3 separate regions of the Zea mays genome follow, and all the other regions are linked to region 2. The links are chromatin contacts, called in public Hi-C maps. All regions are on one chromosome and are shown on one strand. Each heading gives the region's core, a stretch centred on a gene start, on an enhancer-like site or on the middle of the called end of the contact. The rest is flanking DNA. Distances are from core to core; before and after follow the strand shown. Region 1 holds the start of LOC100383357. Region 2 holds the start of LOC103650885 (probable methyltransferase PMT19). Region 3 holds the start of LOC100192542 (Formin-like protein 1).

Evidence for each region. A called contact is a pair of places that touch in the nucleus more often than the background predicts.
Region 1: a Hi-C map of bundle sheath shows a contact between it and region 2, with 2.4 times the contacts expected there. The contact joins the promoter of LOC100383357 here to the promoter of LOC103650885 in region 2. A contact is called at or near these places in 7 of 25 Hi-C or Micro-C datasets (bundle sheath, ear, endosperm and 3 more) and 1 of 3 datasets of contacts at active chromatin or transcription factors (seedling).
Region 3: a Hi-C map of endosperm shows a contact between it and region 2, with 3 times the contacts expected there. The contact joins the promoter of LOC100192542 here to the promoter of LOC103650885 in region 2. A contact is called at or near these places in 8 of 25 Hi-C or Micro-C datasets (bundle sheath, ear, endosperm and 4 more).

What each region holds. Positions count from the first base shown.
Region 1 is chr3:172,056,671-172,059,718 of Zm-B73-REFERENCE-NAM-5.0, reverse strand. It overlaps LOC100383357, which reads right to left and starts at 1,421. Exons shown (of 15, transcript NM_001176013.1): 1 at 1,279-1,421; 2 at 951-1,094. The coding sequence starts at 1,074.
Region 2 is chr3:171,690,225-171,693,419 of Zm-B73-REFERENCE-NAM-5.0, reverse strand. LOC103650885 (probable methyltransferase PMT19) reads right to left here and starts at 1,450. Exons shown (of 6, transcript XM_008676476.4): 1 at 611-1,450; 2 at 307-517; 3 at 1-53. The coding sequence starts at 1,273.
Region 3 is chr3:172,123,577-172,126,929 of Zm-B73-REFERENCE-NAM-5.0, reverse strand. LOC100192542 (Formin-like protein 1) reads right to left here and starts at 1,711. Exons shown (of 4, transcript NM_001137761.1): 1 at 803-1,711; 2 at 514-713; 3 at 1-95. The coding sequence starts at 837.

The DNA of each region.
Region 1 (3,048 bases), core at 172-2,671, 370 kb before region 2:
GCTGGTTCCCCTGGTTGTGTGCGCACAAGATGGACTGGCCTATGGGGGCGGATCCTCATGTAGGGACTACGAGGGCTCAAAGCACGAGTAAAGATCTGGCCTATAGGGGGTGAACCCTCATGTTGCATGGGGGACCAGCTTTCATGGCCTTTCTCGGTCGGGGCTCCGATCGAGCTTCTTCTTAATATAATACTGTGTGGGTGGTCTTTTCCCTACTGGCCGAGTTTTTTTAGATTACACAGTAGTCCAGCTAGAATGACGAATTATATTATCAAAAGGTTAAAAATAGTCACGGAGTAATCAAAGCCAGAAAGATGAGTTCTTTCCACATGTCAGGGACACGACACAGGGTGATAGTATTATATTGCTGTTGTTAGAGTGGACGCACTAACCAGTTCAACCCAAAAGTTCTTTTGGGTTGAACTGATTAGTGCTTCCACTCTAACAGTTGTAATAAGCTTTACCTAAGAATTTCTCCTGGTAGGACGAATTAATGCAAAAAAAACTAGTATTCCCAAAGGAGACACCCCTTCGGTCAGCAACAACCAATGTAACTGAGCAAAAAAGCCATCGGTGCTGTACCTAGCACTAGCAGGCAATAGAACAGCAAAAAGAAACAGCTACATGAACCAAGGTAGTATCATGCTAAATCTACCAAGTAATGATTTTCTACAGCGATGTAGATGATGCAGTGATGCACCGCAAATTAAACAAAAAAAGAACTGACAACTCATTGACAGCTGACAGTTCAAAAAAAGGTTATCTTTTTACGCTTCTGATAGCAGCAGGTAGAAGCTACTTAACGCTGGGCATAACTAGAAGCTACAAGACTGACGAGCATTAGCAAAACAACACTTTACCATCCTACGGGTCAGGTCACAGACCTAACAGTAGAGCAAAAAAACCTAGATTGAAAGCAAATTGTTGGAAGCTTGAGCAAGGCCACCCACCTACGGAGACGCCGATGTCCGTGTCCGCGACCTGGTTCTTGCGCAGCTTCCGCTCCAAGTGCGCGGCAATCCATATGGTCCCGAGGGGACCCTTTTTGGCCAAAATGAACTGCGAGTAAAACATCTCCGACTCCCCTCCTTACGCTGAGAAGGGGCGAACCCAGAAAAAAAAAGTCAATTTTTTGCGAAGACAATCGAAGTTAGCTGGCAGAAGACACGTGTACACTTGTAATTAGATCAGATCCGAGTAGAAATGCCAAATAGCGTAAGCTAGGGTTTGGGTGCACGGTTTCGCGCGGCAGGAAGGAAAAAGAAAGGGCGGGCATACCTCCAAGGGCATACCTGGAGGGTGCTCGTCACCGGAGCGGCACGGCGAAGATCTGGCGTCGAGCGGCAGCAGCGGTCGCTCAAGCGTCGCCACAGGCGAGAGGGACTGAGCGCGCACGCGGGGGGTGAAGGGAAGAAGAAAAAAGCAGGGGGGGAGATACTCCCGTGGAAATTTGTCTGTGACAGGAGCGGGGCTTTGCTTGGACTTGGACGCCTGCGTTGGCTGTGAGAACTGAGAAGCTGAAGCTGCTGCAAGCTGAAGACAAAAGTGACACACGTTTCGTGCACTCACCCCTGTGGTTGTTCGGAATATTTTTTTCCAGCCCTGGCGCTGCAAAATTAGCAAAACACCTCCTCGAGCTCGAGCAGTGAGTCTGTGTGTGAACTGACAGTGATGAAGTGACCGTGGCATCGTGCGGAGGAAATGTCACGTGGCTGTGGAGGTGGAGATAGCGTGCCGCACATTGAATTTAGCGGATAAAGTGCTTCCTCTAATTAAAGTTTATTTCGTATTATATCAAATGTTGGAATATTAATTATGAGAATTAAATATAGCTTTAATAAATTTGTCTCGTCTTTTATTATTTATCTGTGTTTTAGTTTTACACTTAGATTATATTTAATATCTATAATTATTATACAAATATTCTATATGGCAAAGACTACAGTTAGTTGAGTGGATCCAAACAAACATTCTATGTGAAGACTACAGATTCAAACACCCCCTGAAATATGTGTTGGCGTGGTTGGATCTCCTATCCGTGTGCATAGGAATGACAGTTGGGCGGGTACCCGTGGGTTTTCGATCCAATAGGGGACATGGCAGTCTACGGGTTCGGCGCGGGTATTGAACACTACATGACGGTTTTCCATAGGTGCGAACAGTATGCAAGCCTAAAATATGGCCCTATAACGTGATATATATAAGGTAGAGGCCCAACTGATTCGCTTGCCCTAAAGTCATCGCTTCCTTATTCCCTGCTTCCTCCATTATTCCCCGGCCACACGTGCACCACCTATTACTCCCCACATGTTGACGCGGCACCGTCCACTACTCCCCCACTGGTCGTTGTGGCGCTGCCCGCTGCTCCAGTCTCTAGGTGCTCCGTGCTCCTCCCACTGGTCGTCGTAGTGTCGCATTTTCGTAGAGCCGAGGAGAAAACTTCCCACCACGTTGAGAAATCACTCAACCTTCCCTCCCTCTCCCATCTTCCTTGCTCTGTTGCGCTTGCGCTGGCCCTAAGATTTACATTGCCTCCTCTCTGACACCTCACCCTCGCCTCCAGTGGGCCAAGCTGCCTCCTCGCGACCTATGCGCGACTGTAAACAAATGCCTATTTTGTTGCTCGGTCCAGGGAGCATTGAGCAGGAGGCACAAGGAGGTTGATTCTTCAGATTTTAATCTGAGATAGGGTTCAAGTCGGATGCAGATTTTATTCTCGAGTTTTGGGTTCGGGTCTGCGAACGCTCTACCTACCCCGAACCTGCCTCGTTAACATCCCTACATGTGCATCAGTCTCACAAATGGAAGTGGGACGACCAAGGTTCAACCTTTGAGTTTCTTAGGCTATCAATAATAGCTTAATGATCATCATCTCATGTTTAAAACTTCACTATATAAATAAAATAGTGTTTACATGACCATATGCATAGTATGTTAGTCATAGCCTTCGATAGAGGAAGCAACATGGTGGCTATGGCAGGTCCTCATGTGAAGCATCTAGGTCCCTAAGTAGTGTGTTTGGTAATTAATGACAACTATATGTTGACT
Region 2 (3,195 bases), core at 201-2,700:
CCAATAGCCACCAGGTTGGAGAAGACGGTCGATTTCCAGCATGTAGAGCCCATCTGGAATCAGCTATAGGTGAATGAGAACAAGAGCACTCGACTAAAAAAACAAACAAACTGTACTTTAGTTTTGACATCGACATATGAGGAGGGTGTCCTGTTCTGTTCAGTGTTCACCGACTCCAACATTTGCCAATAGGAAAATCACTTTATTTTGAACAATTAGTAATCAGTGAAATAATAAATGAATAGATGATGCATCAGGAAGGAAGTATGTTTAATCAGGAATAGCATGACGTCTTGCATGTCCTACCATGAGCAGTCCATGGGACACGGCAGTCCGCACAGTGCACCATGTCGAAGGACCTCGATGGATACGGTAGCCTGTGGGCAACAAGCGCTCCGATCATTGCAGGCAGTCCACGCTCCAAGGCGAGCTGCACCTGCGGTTCAAATCTATCCCTCGGAGCAATGGACATGGTCAGTACGCCATAGTTGAGCAGATAGTCCCCAAAGCTCGCGACCTGTCAGGGACACACATCGACACGTGAACAGAGAGACTTCCAACGAGTAGTTTCTGAATCGGCAAGCTTTCATGCGATGCGAGTACAACACACCCCGCATCCGATGTCGAGCGCCGTGTGCACCACGCCGTCGCGGAGCGGCACGACGCGCTCCAGCCGCTCGACATAACCCTGCACCCCGTCGGTGAACAGCAGCCACTCCCCGCGACCGTGAACGGGGTCCTGCTGCTGTCCATCCGCCGCCTTAACCGGGGGCAGCGGCGGGAGGTCCACGTTGGCGTACCTCGCGCGGTCGCGGCGCGCGGGCCACGGCGGGGGCGGGCGGTACCTGGGCGGCGGCGGGACGCGGCAGTGCGGCGGAGGGTGCGGCGGCGGGTCCTTTGGCGGGTGAGGAAGAAGAGGCGGCGGCGGCGGCGGGCGCGGGGGGCAGTGGCGCTCGCGCGAGGGAGGCTCGTGGCAGGGGACGTCGTGGGTGGCGTTGGGAGGGCACGGGGGAACGGGAGGCGGGGGGTGGGGGTGGCCTGGGCCGGAGTCGGGCGCGTGTGCGGGCGCCGGGGCCACAGGCGCCGCGGTGGAGGCGCTGGCGGACGGGGAAAGCTGAGGGGACGAGGAGGACGCCGCGTGGTGGGGGGTGGAGAAGACGGCGGAGATGAGGAGGAGGGTCGCGGTTGCGGCCGCGACGGCCGCGGCCGCGAGGGAGAGCGCCCGCGGCAGCGCCGCGAGCACGGCCGGCGCCGACGGCTCCGAGAGTGGCATGGCCGCCGCCAAGTCCGCGTATCGCTCAGTAGAGCGCCGCACAGGGCACAACAGCTGGTGTGTGGCTGAGTGCACTCGGTGGTGGACTGGTGGAGGATCGGATGCTCCGCTCCGACTCCGGGTGAGTGCGGCGAGAGTGGTGGCGCCGCCCAGTTCGTATTTGAAGAGGCAGGGCAGAGGAGAGGACTACATACAGTGCGACGAGAGCGGTTGCTGCTTTGCGGGCCCGGCCGTTGGGGCTTCGTGGGGCCTGCCTGCGCCACCAGTGGCTCGTGCTCCTTGGCTTTTACGGTCTTTTCGTCTGATGCGCTCGTCACTTCGTCGTCGTGTCGTGTGGATGTTTTTTTTTGTTGAGACGAAAGAGAGATTGTGCACATGCGAAATCGCGATGGCTTAACTGTTTTTGTTTTTTTTATCCGTGCAAGTGCAATGTCGTACTGCATCATCTCGTATGGTTTTTGTTGAGCCACAAAATACGCGGTCTAGGGTTCCGAGTTTTTTACTGTATTTGTTAACGAGATTAATGGAATTAACTCGGGGAGTTTTTTTAACGGGTCCAACTCTCATACTCTATAAATACATAGGTATACGGCCGATTTATAATCACCAATAACATTTTTATCTCGCATTTATTTCCAATACAATTAAAAGTAGTTCTAGTTTAACCTCTCAATTCTCAAATTCACCGTTTCTCTTCGACTCTACGTCGATTAGAGGAGTCTAGGTCAGTCTGCCCGAGCCTAGACATCATCTAGGATCTCTCCTCTCTGACGGGGTCCCTCCCGGGAGCGAAATCCAGGCGCTGCCGGCGACCTTTCGCCGCCTCTGCACACGCGCGGACCGTCCGGCCCCAGAGCATGGACCGTCCGACCGACAGGCAGAAATGCGCCAGGTCGTGTACCATCCGACCCCTGACCATGGATCATCCGCCCCTGTGTAGAGAGCACTATCGCGGATTCTTGTGCAGTGATTGGCGCCCGAAAAAGACACCCACAGTTTTCTTCAGAAGACCGTAGACTACAGTCGAAACTCCACACTCCACACTGAAAAGCGGCCAGCCGTAGACTACAGTCCATACGAGACAGTAAAAACAACTTGCAAGGTCTCGAATTACTCGGACAAATTGTAGCAATAATCTCGACGAGTCAGTCGTACGGGCAGAGTAGAGGACACGACAGTCGCAGCTGACGCGCAACACACCACACGTGTCCAAAGGAGACCGTCGTACGCACGCTACAGCAGGAGTACAACTCAATGACTTGCGAGCACGCACCCGCCCAGTCCCTAGACCAGGAGGAGGAGGAGGATCTCGGCCGCTGTCGTACGTTGCGTACGCTGCATCTTGTCCGTGCTCCGCTCGCCACAACGGTCTCGCGCGTCCTTCTCGAAGACGGCGACTCGTCATGATCGATCGTAGTGTAGCATCGCTAGCTTGCAATTGCAGAGGAGTACAGGACCGCGGGGACCCGTCGCTCGGGACACTTTCTTTCTCCATGTATCTTGCAAGCTACGAGAGCGGCCAGACCGTGACCGGTCGGTCCGCCGAGCCCGTGCCGTGTGTGTGGCCGCCGTTAATTCTCTCGCGCCGGAGACGCCCGCGCAGGGGCGGCGGCGGCGGCGCGCTCTCGATTCGATTTGACAGCGCAACCAACCCGCTACTCATTTTTTTCTCCGCGCCGCGTCGCCTTCTCGCCGTACGGGGTCGCATGGAAACGACGAGGAGGGGAGGTTGGCTTCCTTCCTCTGGTCCCTCTCCAGTCCAGTCCCCGTGATCCGACCTTTCCTGGTTAGTCGTCCGCAACTACATCTGCTGTACTGTAGAGTACGTTTTCTTTCTCTTGGCTCCGAATCTGCTCTTGTCTCGCCTCTCGCCCTCTCGTCCGGCTTTCACAGTGAAGAGGAAGAAGAGCCGCTTGAGATGG
Region 3 (3,353 bases), core at 462-2,961, 430 kb before region 2:
CTCTTTGAATTCTCTCAGTTTAATCTCCTCTTCCTTAGTGGGAGCCATCTTCAGCAAGGTCTCCAGTAAATCCGCTCCAAAGTTCTCCGTGTTACCTGAATGGCAGGCATGGTTAACACATTAGTGAAGAAGGCAATACAATGGAAAATGTAGACCAACTAGTGTACATCTTCAGCAATATAAGTAAAATAACTCTAGCAACCAGTGATTTTCAGCATAAATGGAGCAGCAACAACTCTCGGCGGTTCTATTTCTATGCTGGCATTCACTTCATTCACACGAACTTACTAAAAGCCCAACCATACTATACGGACACGGACAGTCAAGAATGGCTGCAGTTCAGTCACAAGCTAAATATGGTCAAACACGACTCACGAGCAAAATTATTAATCCTATGGGATCGAGAGAGAGAGAAAAAAAAAACAGTGAACACCAATGTATCATGTATTCATGTATGACGCGAATCAAAATGGCTGAAATCTAGGAAGTAGTGTCAGCGAGGATCTTGTTCACCTTCACAGAGCGCGTCGCTGACCTCTTCCTTGGTAACATTCAGCGCGCGCAGCAAGATGGCAATGTTCTGCGCCTTCTTCGGATCTAGCACCTTGTTCTCGGCCTTGGGCGTCGGCAGCACGGGCCTCCTAGTCGCCTCCTTGGCCGGCGCATTGGCTGGATTGCAAATGAACAGCGTCTCGATCATCTCCTCGTTCACCCTGCGAGAATTCAGCGGAACCTGTAAGGACACCGACCACGAACAGCTGAAACATCTGAGAGAGATGGAAGGTTTTCGCAGAGTTCTCACTGGAATGAGCTGGACTTGAGCTGATCCCACACCATGACGCGGTCAGAGCTGGCCCGGACCTTGTCCCAGTGCAGCGGCTTCAGCTTCGGCCGTGGCGTCGTGTCCTCGGACTTGTCGCCTTGCTCGGAGCTCTCGGGCAGCCAGCTTGGGAACGCGTCGGTGGGCGCAGGGACGCTCCTGAAGCTTGGCGGCGACAGTGCCGGCGAACGGGTTTCTTTGGACGTGTCGGGCTTGCGGACACGGCTCTCCCAGTAGCCCACCGGCGGCGGCGGCGGAGGAGGAGGTGGTGGCGGCGGTCCTGCAGCCGGAGGTGGCCGTGGCGGGTGTGTGCTCGTCGGTAGGGACGGTGGCTGGGCGAACGGGTTTCTTTCGATGGTGTCGGTGCTGGATCTGAGAGCTGGTTTGTCGTTTAGTGGAGAGCACGGGGGCGATGGGGACGGTGGTTTCCGGCGAGGAGGTGGCGGTGGTGGCAGTGTCGGTGCGAAGGGAGGAGGCGGGGGCGGAGTCGGAGGAACCGGCGGGAGGACGACGACGCGCGCGCTTTCCGATCTTGACTTGACGGAGCGGCGGCCGGACTCGCCTGGGCTGGAAAAGGCAGGCGGCGAGGCGGGCGCGGGCGACAGCGTCGCCCCCGGCGAAGATGGGTACGACGGCGTGCTCAGGACCGACCCAGGGGACGGAGTCCTAGAGCGGTCTCGCGCCTCAAGGGCCGCCTGCACTGCCGTCGCCAGAGTCCTGCGCGAGCTCGAGGTCTTTGTTGATGAGCCCCGCGGCGAGTAGAATTCTTCCTCTCCGGACGACGGGGAGGCCGCGCCGGGGCTCCTCGACGGCGCCGGCGCGCACTGCCGCGCCAGCGGCGGAAGCGGGCGGAGCTCGGGCGATCCGCCTGAGCTCCGGGACACCTCGTCGCCGGACGACGTCGTGTCGCTGCTCCTCTCGTCGGCTCTGCTCGCCAGCGTCCCCACGTAGAGGAACTCGGCAGAGGTAGCCGACGCCGGCGCCGGCGCCGGCGCGGCCTCCCTGACGCCGCCTCCGCCGCTGCCACCGAACTCGTCACGCGCGAAGAGGCTCGTCCTTTCCGGGTGCAAGAACTTGGCGTCCCCGCCACCAACGCACCCGCCGCCTCCCCCGCGGGCCGCATTGCGCCGGCGGTGCGAGAAGAAGAAAGCGATGGACAGCCCGAGCACGGCCACCGTGAGCAGCGGCAGCAGTATGGCCGGGACGAGCTTGGAGGACTTCTTGGACCCGTGCGAGTTGCCGGCCGGAGGCGTGGCACCGCTGGAGCCGTTGCTGGGGAACACCAGAGCGGGGTACGTCGGCTGGTCCTGCCCCGTCGGCACAGGAGGCGGGGGCGTCACCGGAATCGCGGGAAAGAACGGCGGCGGCGCCGACGGCTGCCCGGGCTGATCCGGGACGAAGAAGGGCTGGTGGAGCTGCCTCCTCGCGGTGGCGGGAGCGTGGGGGCCGTTGGCTCCATCGACGCAGCAAGTGGCGAGCAAGGTGGGTAACAGCAGCTGCAAGAATTGGCGAGGGGATGGCATTGCGATGGAAGAAGAAGCAGGGGCAACCGGGCAAGTAGACGAGCAAGCAGCAGCAAAAAGCTGCGCGTGTATGGTGTGGTGTGTGTGATCGACAGATCTTGGAGGAGAGAGAGAGAGGGAGGGAGGGAGGGAGGGAGAGGAAGGGAGGTGAGGTGATGTGTTGTAGTGTGGATACAGCTTACATGGAGGTGTAGTATTTTGGATCTGTCTCGCTCCCTCTCCTCTCCGCTCTACCTCTCCTCTTCTACCCATCTTTGTGTGCACCTTTTATTTCGCTTTTGATTAGTAGGTTGTTTTTTATGCGCTCAGTGCAAAAGGCATGTGAGTTGGCCACTAGCCACTAGTGCTGGTTCAGTTTTTTTGTGAACCGTGGAAGAAGAACGGTGGTGGTTGAAGCTTGCCTGGTTTGTTCTCATTCCTTGGCCATTCTCTCGGCTGCTCAGATAAACAAATGCAAGGTTGTTGCGGAAGGGTGTGCAATAGAGCAAAGAGGACGTGTGCAAGAAGAACAAGCTTACAAGCACGAGTAAAATATTGGGGCACTAGCTAGGTTTTCTGTATTTGTGGGGGGCACCATATGGATCTTGCTCATTTTTTTATGGAGTTCTTATACGTCAAGACACAGAGCCAGTCCCACGTGATTTTTTTTGTTTTTGTAGAACTCAATGTATACTCATAAAAATCATGTAAAAGCCCTCTTTTGGTATACTTTCTCGGTGAGGATGAAGGGTTTGAATGTGGAGAATAAACGGCATAGCTATTTGGACCGTGAAAGGGAATTAGGCTTACACCTAGTTCCTAAATAATTTTGGTGGTTGAATTGCCCAACACAAATACTTGGACTAACTAGTTTGCCCAAGTGTATAGATTATACAGGTGTAAAAGGTTCACACTCAGCCAATAAAAAGATCAAGTTTTGGATTCAACAAAGGAGCAAAGGGCCAACCGAAGGCACCTCTGGTCTGGCGCACCGGACTGTCCGGTGTGCCACCGGACAGTGTCCGGTGCAC